Regions from separate parts of the Zea mays genome. Here region 2 is linked to region 1. The links are chromatin contacts, called in public Hi-C maps. All regions are on one chromosome and are shown on one strand. Each heading gives the region's core, a stretch centred on a gene start, on an enhancer-like site or on the middle of the called end of the contact. The rest is flanking DNA. Distances are from core to core; before and after follow the strand shown. Region 1 holds the start of LOC100275173. Region 2 holds the start of LOC100501764.

What was found. Hi-C and Micro-C count contacts between places; a contact is called where the count stands out from the background.
Region 2: a Hi-C map of ear shows a contact between it and region 1, with 2.2 times the contacts expected there. The contact joins the promoter of LOC100501764 here to the promoter of LOC100275173 in region 1. A contact is called at or near these places in 2 of 25 Hi-C or Micro-C datasets (ear and endosperm).

The regions. Positions count from the first base shown.
Region 1 is chr5:6,161,959-6,165,915 of Zm-B73-REFERENCE-NAM-5.0, reverse strand. LOC100275173 reads left to right here and starts at 1,843. Exons shown (of 1, transcript NM_001149325.1): 1 at 1,843-3,214. The coding sequence starts at 2,279. The coding sequence ends at 2,839.
Region 2 is chr5:6,347,499-6,351,455 of Zm-B73-REFERENCE-NAM-5.0, reverse strand. It overlaps LOC100501764, which reads left to right and starts at 2,011. Exons shown (of 1, transcript NM_001196426.2): 1 at 2,011-3,957. The coding sequence starts at 2,239.

The DNA of each region.
Region 1 (3,957 bases), core at 594-3,093:
CGCGCATGCACGGCGCCACGCGGGCACACACGTACGTACCTACTAGCTGGATCGGATCGGTCGCCGGCCGGCCTCCTCGCCGCGCGTGACGGCATGGCTCTTTTTATTTGGCCGTGGTTTTGTGAGTTGGGGTCCATTCTGCCACAGTTCACTTCATGCGAGAGTCAGACACACGACGACTAGAGTTGAAAGTCGGGCTAACTTTCTTTTTTTTTTCGGGTTACTATGGTACGGAATAATTTTAGATAATAAAAATTAGGTCCGCCACAAAAGACGGTGGACTGAATAGAGCTCAAAGTCAGGCTAACTTTTTTCGGGTCAGTATGACATGGAATAATTTCCTAGATGCTAAAAATTAGATCCGACACAAAGCATGGTGGAGTTGCCATCCGGACATCCGGTAAATTGTAGCGAGCCTTCATCGTCATTCGTCAGCCAAACCCGTCTTGAACAGAAACGCGAAGCCGCGCGCGCATCTACGCACATACACCTACCAACACGGCCTATACGGCCACGCACGCTAGGTCGAGTTTTTTTTTTTTTTTGAAAAATGCGCCAGCGATCGTATCGTACGTGACACCACGTGAAGTCCGGCGGCCAGCTTCCATCGCCGGACGCACCACGCGTCCCAGGGTTCGTTGAGGAGGAGCTGCCATGGCGCCACTCCGGCGCTCCCACCTCCGCCGCGTCGCTCGGCCTTGCACGCTACCTCTACGGGCGACCTAGCACCTGTGCGCCATAGCCTTTTTTTTGGCCTACCTGCAGAACCGGCGGAAAGGCACGGTGACGTAGAAGCAAGACGATGTGTTCCTTCTGTGAGAGAAACAAAAAAAAAATAGTCACTGTTCTCGTTTTCTTAATCTTAATTAAGTTTGATGGAAATAAATGTAAAAATAGAAACGTGTCTATAATATCGAGTAAATATTGATAATACTTTTGAAAAAAAGCCTGGCCAAACTAATGAAAATTGACTTGTCTAAAATCCAGAACTGGACCCTTTCTATGACGGACCGCGCGCGGAACCAGCGAGCAAGAAAGCATACGCAGACGCAGCGCACTCTCTGTGACGTGAACTCGGTTTCGTTGCAACATAAACCGGAAGAATCGATCGAGAGGATAGAGAGTTTCCAGAGATGTTCACGAGACACGTACAGTACTTTTTAAAGCCATGATGCTATGATCTTTTTTCAGGAAACTGTATTGTCGTTGGAATTAAGTACTCCTTTTGTACAATATCAATAGAGGGTGCTTTAGGGAGCAGGGATACATGTACATATCAGTATATAATTTTAGAGAATATTTCCCAGCTTTCTTTGTAACAAGTGGAATAAAGCCGATATGGTTTAGTACATTATACTTCGGACGAGTTTGGCATGCATGTGCTCTTTCTGTTCTAAATTGAAAGTTCTCTCTCTCTCTCTCTCTCTCTCTCTCTCTCTCTCTCTCTCTCTCTCTCTCTCTCTCTCTCTCTCTCTCTCTCTCTCTCTCTCTCTCTCTCTCTCACGGTGGCGTCTAGGTTGTGTTTGCAGTCGAGGATGAATAGGAAATGAGCCTAGCTAGATTAATATAGGTGCCGGGAAGAGTGGTTGTGCATGTTGGGGTCTGCTCGCTTCTGGTTTTCTGTAGTTGTTTTGGTTGGCTGTCTGCCTGTCCAGCCCGGTCCATTGGTTGCGGCTGGTAGATTTTGTACATGCTGTTAGTGCTAGTTGGATGGCTGTTGCAGCTTTGTTTAGCCGCTGCATGGTTGGCAACACGAGCAGCTACAGCACACAGAGGCAAGTTGCTCTAACATGATCTAACGATCAATCTTCGAAGTGGCTGCCAAATGGCTCGGAAAAATGTACGTGTTTAATGTTTAGAAGATAAATGCATCTTTTTTCAAAGGATTCGATGCTCTGTCGTGTTTAGTAGTTCTTCACAGCTCAGGATTTGGCCGTGCGGCGCTCTGTATGACCCTCTCATAGCCAATGCAAAGACAAACCCCGCCCATCAGTCTACGCGAATCGCTGTGGCCTCGCTCGTTGCAAACCTTCCAGCCTGTCTTGCCTCCACGCGAGGCTACATGACACTTCCTTTCCTTCTTCATCCTCCCGCTATATATAGCCGCCCTCTTCGGGTCCTCCTCCTCCATCGGCCATCGCCATCTCCATTTCCAGCATAGAAGACGCGATACAGCTCAAGGACAGCGCTCCGCACCCGCACGCAAGCCAGACCGGACCGAATCGAAGCAGCAGCAGCGTACAGAAGATCACACCCTACTGCCGCGCTGCACTGCACAATGGGCATCTGCGTGTCGTGCGACGCGGCGGACGAGGGCGCCGCGACGGCGGCGCGGGTGGTGCTCCCCAGCGGAGAGCTCCGGGAGTACGCGCCACCGGCCACCGCCGCGGAGGCGCTGCAAGCGGCGGGCGAGGGCTCGTCGTGGCTCCTCTGCGACGCCGACGGGATGGCGTTCGAGGGCCCCGTCGCAGTCGCGGCGGTCGCGCCGGGGTCCGAGCTCCAGGCGGGGCAGATCTACTTCGTGCTCCCCGCCGAGATGCAGCGCCGCCGCCTCGCCCGCGCCGAGGTCGCCGCGCTCGCGGTCCGGGCCAGCTCGGCGCTCGCCAGGGCCGCGGCGCTCGCCCAGCCATCGTCGCCCTGCCGCCGCCGCCGGCGCGGCGCGGCGGCGCAGCTCGTGTTCCCGGTCCCCGAGGAGGAGTTCGCGGCGGCGGACCCGGTCGCGTCGAAGCCCGCGGCTGCGGTGGTGGCGCATCGGAAACGGAGGGTGGCGTACCGGGGCGGGAGCGGGAGGGCGTCCAGGTTCTCCCCCGACCTGACCGCTATCCCGGAGAGCGAGTAGTAGATGGAGCCTGCCATGTGTCTCCGGTGGTGACGGGTCGCTCGCTGGCGCTCGGTCGGACGGTGTGGTCGAGGCCGAGCTCGCGCGCGCCGGAGATCGATGGAGCAGGAAGCGTTGTAGACGCAGAGCTCGGGAGTGAGAAATGTGAGTAGTGTTTTTGGCGCCGTTGGTTTAGGAGGCAATAGGATGAGTGTTGTTGCGGTATTACGAACGTTTAGGTTTTAGATGCAAGTGTAAATACTATACACGGGATCTCCGTACGGTGTGCCCAGTGAGTCACAGTTTGGAACTCAGCTTCTAATCAGTGCTCGTGTTCAGGCTAAAAAAAATGAAATCTCTCGCTGTTTCGGAAAAAAAAAACTTATTTCTGATGAATGTGATCACTATGCAATGGCATCATATGCAGCAGGGCATCATTAGAACATGAGGCTGTTGCCACCGAACTGCTTGGATACCCCACCCCAACACTAGAAAAATGCTGAAGCTTATATTCCGAACGGAAATGCTTTGGCTAGCACATCATATGATCATACTGATTGGTGGCAAGGCAACTGCTAACTTTTTTTTTGAATACAAACGCGATAACTTTTTTTTTTTATTGCCTCACTAAAATTTACTACACGTACCACCACCAACCATTGCAAATTCAGCATCCATCTAATTTGGTGTGTGATTTTAGTGAGCTGCATAAACGTCCAGTTTTCATTGGAACAATTTCTGAAGAGTCCCGTGAACGCGTCCCAACATTTTGCTACAATTTCTCCCGAGTCCCGACTCTCGTTTTCCAACGGCTGATCTAAACTCCGTGTTGTCAAGTTGGGTCACAAATCCGGTGCCTTATGGAGGCCTGGGGGCCCGGACTCTCGTTTTCCAACGGCTGATCTAAAGCCCGGCCCTGTCTGGTTAAACTGGCCCATATATGGGCTACCGTCCTTGAAACGGCTAGCAGTACGCTATCAAAGTTTTATTAAGCGCTTCCAAAACGTCCTTCAGTGCAGTGTAGGGGACGTGTAGCGTACCGCTCATCATCTGACAAAGGCACAAAGCTAATTCTTTCTGGAGAGCAACTCGAGGAATGCTAGGTGGTGATGACATGAGCAAGACTGCAAGAGAACAAA
Region 2 (3,957 bases), core at 762-3,261, 190 kb before region 1:
AGAGTCCTCGGCCTAATCAGAAAGAGTAGTTACTGAAACCAAGCCTCGTCGGCACCTGGTGCGGTTTCTTTTATCCCTAGTGGTTCATGGTTACGCTACCACCACTAGCAGCAGGTTTATCGGTAACCGTGGTCAAATTCCCAAACGAGGACCCCCCATGTCTGAGCTAGCTGACATTCGGCAAGAGTTTGGGCCAAACTACTTTTATTACTTGTACGGGCGGTGTATCAATAATTTACACTTGATCTGCACCGCCAAAAGTGTGGTTTGGATGCTTGTACATAAAGCTGACGGCCATGCTGCAGCAGCAGAACCCAACTCGGGCCGGGGTGGTTCTGTTCATTTGTTGCCATTGCAAGAACCACAGCATGGCCTTGAATTGAAGGGTTTTAAACTACACTCTCTTCCCCACCCTCCCCCCACAAGCTACTCCACTTGGGACTGCTACGCGATGGTAGCTAGCTTCAGCCCTCCCTCTCGCGTACTTGCTGGGCTGCCAATGTACGTGTGCTGCAGGGCGTTTCTGCTACGACTTGTTTATATCTATCGCAGTGCTAGCCGTCAGTTAAGCACTGATGATCCCTGGACGACATGGACGCCGGCCAACTGTCAGGAAAGTGACTCCAGGATGAGAAACACCAGCTCGCTTCATCGTTCGGGCAAACCTGTCTTCCACATCTCTTGAAAGCTGGGAGCAGGACTAGCGATTCTGAGATTAGTTGGGCATGGCGAGCTGGCGATCATGTGTTAATTTGTGGGCTGCAATGCCCTCTCTGTGCATTATTATTCAGTTTCGTTGGCATATCATCCATAGCGCGCGGTACGGTACCGTGGGGGAGAAAAGAAAAGCAGTAGTTGGCTGGGCATCATTAGGTTTGGAAAAACAAAACATGTAGGATTAGGACTTGGGAGTTCCTAAATTGCGACAAGAATCAGGTCGGGTCCCATTTTGATGCAGCGTTGAAGAAGCTCTTTTTTTGTGTGTGCTGAGGTTGGACTTTTCTGAGCCATGGCCAATTGAACGTACATGAAAAACCAGTCATTTCAGATCAGAAGCTGGAATCCCGGCCCCAAGGAGAATATCTTTACTTTCCTCGGGACAAAGTCAATGCACATGACCCATCCCGTTTCCACTCCCATCTTCTCCGACAAACCAAAACTTTCAGCGTAACACAATGTTCAACCCCAAGGTGTAAACACGTATAGTGAGAAGAATAGAAAAAAAATCAAATGACTATGTTTTCTGCTTGAAAAATAGTAGAAAAATGTCATGTAAGACAAAATGAGGCACTCTCCGTACTAAAAATAATTAACGCTAAATTTAAAATAAGCCACACTTTATAAAAATAATAATATCTACATTTGTACCTTGAAAATCTATTTGTTATAAAGATATATTCAATATATCCGGTGAAATAAATATAACGTCTTGAACTATCTTCAGTAGACTCTCTATCTCACTCTTTATTTATTTTAAATTTCACTTTATAAATAATGTAAAATAATATTTTATACGGTAGTTGGTCTTATAGATTTAGTTAATTATAAATTTCCAGAAGGCGAGATTTATTTTAATTTAAAAGTTGTCACCGGCTCACCGCCACCGGACAAGGAGGTTTCTTAAGGACTCTAGTGCAAGCAGTAATTAATGAGTTCACCAGCAATGCAAATCTGCCACAGCTCATTTATCTCCAAAGATTGTTTGATTCAGTACAGATTGCATTTTCGAGCGAAAGGCAAATCTGGGATATCTGTACATTAGTTTTTTTTTCCGTAGATGAGATCGAAATCTATCTACCGATGAAGCAAAATCCAAAATACAGCCAAACAATTTTGTGGAGTCGCCATTAAATGCTTGGATTGGGACCCCCTGCTTTTAATTCCGTGCAGACGAGTTGGTGTGCTCCAATAACTCCCTTCCGCTTCCTCCTCCTCCTCCTCGTCTGTCCTCTCTCTCTCCCCTTCGGCCCTTGCTTCCTCTTCCTTTCACTCCTCCGCCTGTCCCCTTCTCTCTCTGCTCTGTTCCTTGATCCAGATTCCGCAGCGGTGAGGGCACCCAGCCCGATCGTCCGTCTCCGTCGATCCCTCGAAGCCCTAGGAGAGACCCTTGTCCGCGTCGAATTCGATCGCGGGCTGATTTGATCCCGAGAATTCGCGAGGGGGCCATCGGCGGCGGTGGGGAATCGGATGTTGTAGGAAAGGTCCCGGATTTCTGCGCGGGCAGGCGGGCGGGCGGCCATGCATCTGAAACTGTGGAAGCCGCTGTCCCACTGCGCCGCGCTGCTCCTGGACAAGAAGAACCGTCCGCCGCGGACGCCGCCGGCGGGAGCGGGCGCGGGGTCCGGCGGCGGGCGACGGCTGCAGGAGAGCAAGCTGCGGGAGGCGCTGGAGGAGGCGTCCGAGGACGGGTCCCTCGCCAAGTCCCGCGACGTGGCGCTCCTCGATGGAGGGGACGGCGGTGCGGAGGAGGGGTCCGTGGGGCGGTCGCGGTCGCTGGCGCGGCTCCACGCGCAGAGGGACTTCCTGCGCGCGACGGCGTTGGCCGCGGAGCGCGCGTTCCAGTCGCCGGACGCGCTCCCTGTGCTGGAGGAGGCGCTCGCCAAGTTCCTCGTCATGTACCCCAACTACGCGTCCGCGTCGGACGTGGACCGCCTCCGCGCCGACGAGTACCCGCACCTGGACAAGGTATGCCTCGACTACTGCGGCTTTGGCCTCTTCTCCTACCTCCAAAGCTGCAACCCTGCGGACTCGTCAGCGGCGTTCACGCTCTCGGAGATCACCGCCAACCTCAGCAACCATGCGCTCTACGGCGCCGCCGAGAAGGGCACCGCGGAGCACGACATCAAGAACCGCATCATGGATTACCTCAACATCCCCGAGTCCGAGTACTGTCTCGTCTTCACGGTCAGCCGCGGCTCGGCCTTCCGGCTCCTCGCCGAGTGCTACCCCTTCGGCACCAACAAGCGCCTGCTCACCATGTTCGACCACGAGTCCCAGTCCGTGAACTGGATGACGCAGGTCGCGCGTGACAAGGGAGCCAAGGCATACTCCGCCTGGTTCAAGTGGCCCACGCTCAAGATCTGCACCACGGAGCTCCGGAAGCTGATCTCCACCAAGAAGCGGCGGCGCAAGGACTCCGCCACTGGCCTCTTCGTGTTCCCTGTGCAGTCGAGGGTGACGGGGGCAAAGTACTCGTACCAGTGGATGGCATTGGCTCAGCAGAACCACTGGCATGTCCTGCTTGATGCTGGGGCTCTGGGGCCTAAGGACATGGACTCGCTGGGGCTGTCTCTGTTCCGGCCAGACTTCATCATAACTTCATTTTACAGGGTGTTTGGGGCTGACCCAACGGGCTTTGGATGCTTGCTGATCAAGAAGTCGGTAATGGCTTGCTTGCAGAGCCCAAGCGGCGGGACGGGGGCAGGGCTAGTGCGGATTGTGCCGGTCTTCCCACAGTATCTCAGTGATTCAGTTGATGGGTTTGATGGTGTCCTCGACGGGCTGGAGGATGATAACATCATTCCAATCGAGGAGGGGTCAGCCTCGAACAGTCACCATGCATCCCAATTGCCTGCATTCTCAGGCGCATATTCATCGGCGCAGGTGAGGGAGGTTATCGAGAGCGAGATGGACCAGGACAGTTCAGACAGAGATGGTGCCAGCACAATATATGAAGAGAGCGAGAGTGTTTCTGTTGGAGAGGTGATGAAGAGCCCCGTGTTCAGTGAGGATGAGTCATCGGAGAACTCCTTCTGGGTTGATCTGGGACAGAGCCCACCTGGTTCCGACCATTCAGAGCAATCAAGCAAGGGGAAATTGGGCTCTCCGTTGCCAGCGTCCTGGTTTTCTGGCAGGAAGAAGGCGTCGCCGAAGGTGCCATCCAAACTGTCAAGGAGCCCTGTTCATGACAAGCATGTCTTGTCATTTGATGCAGCCGTGAGGTCGGTATCACAAGAG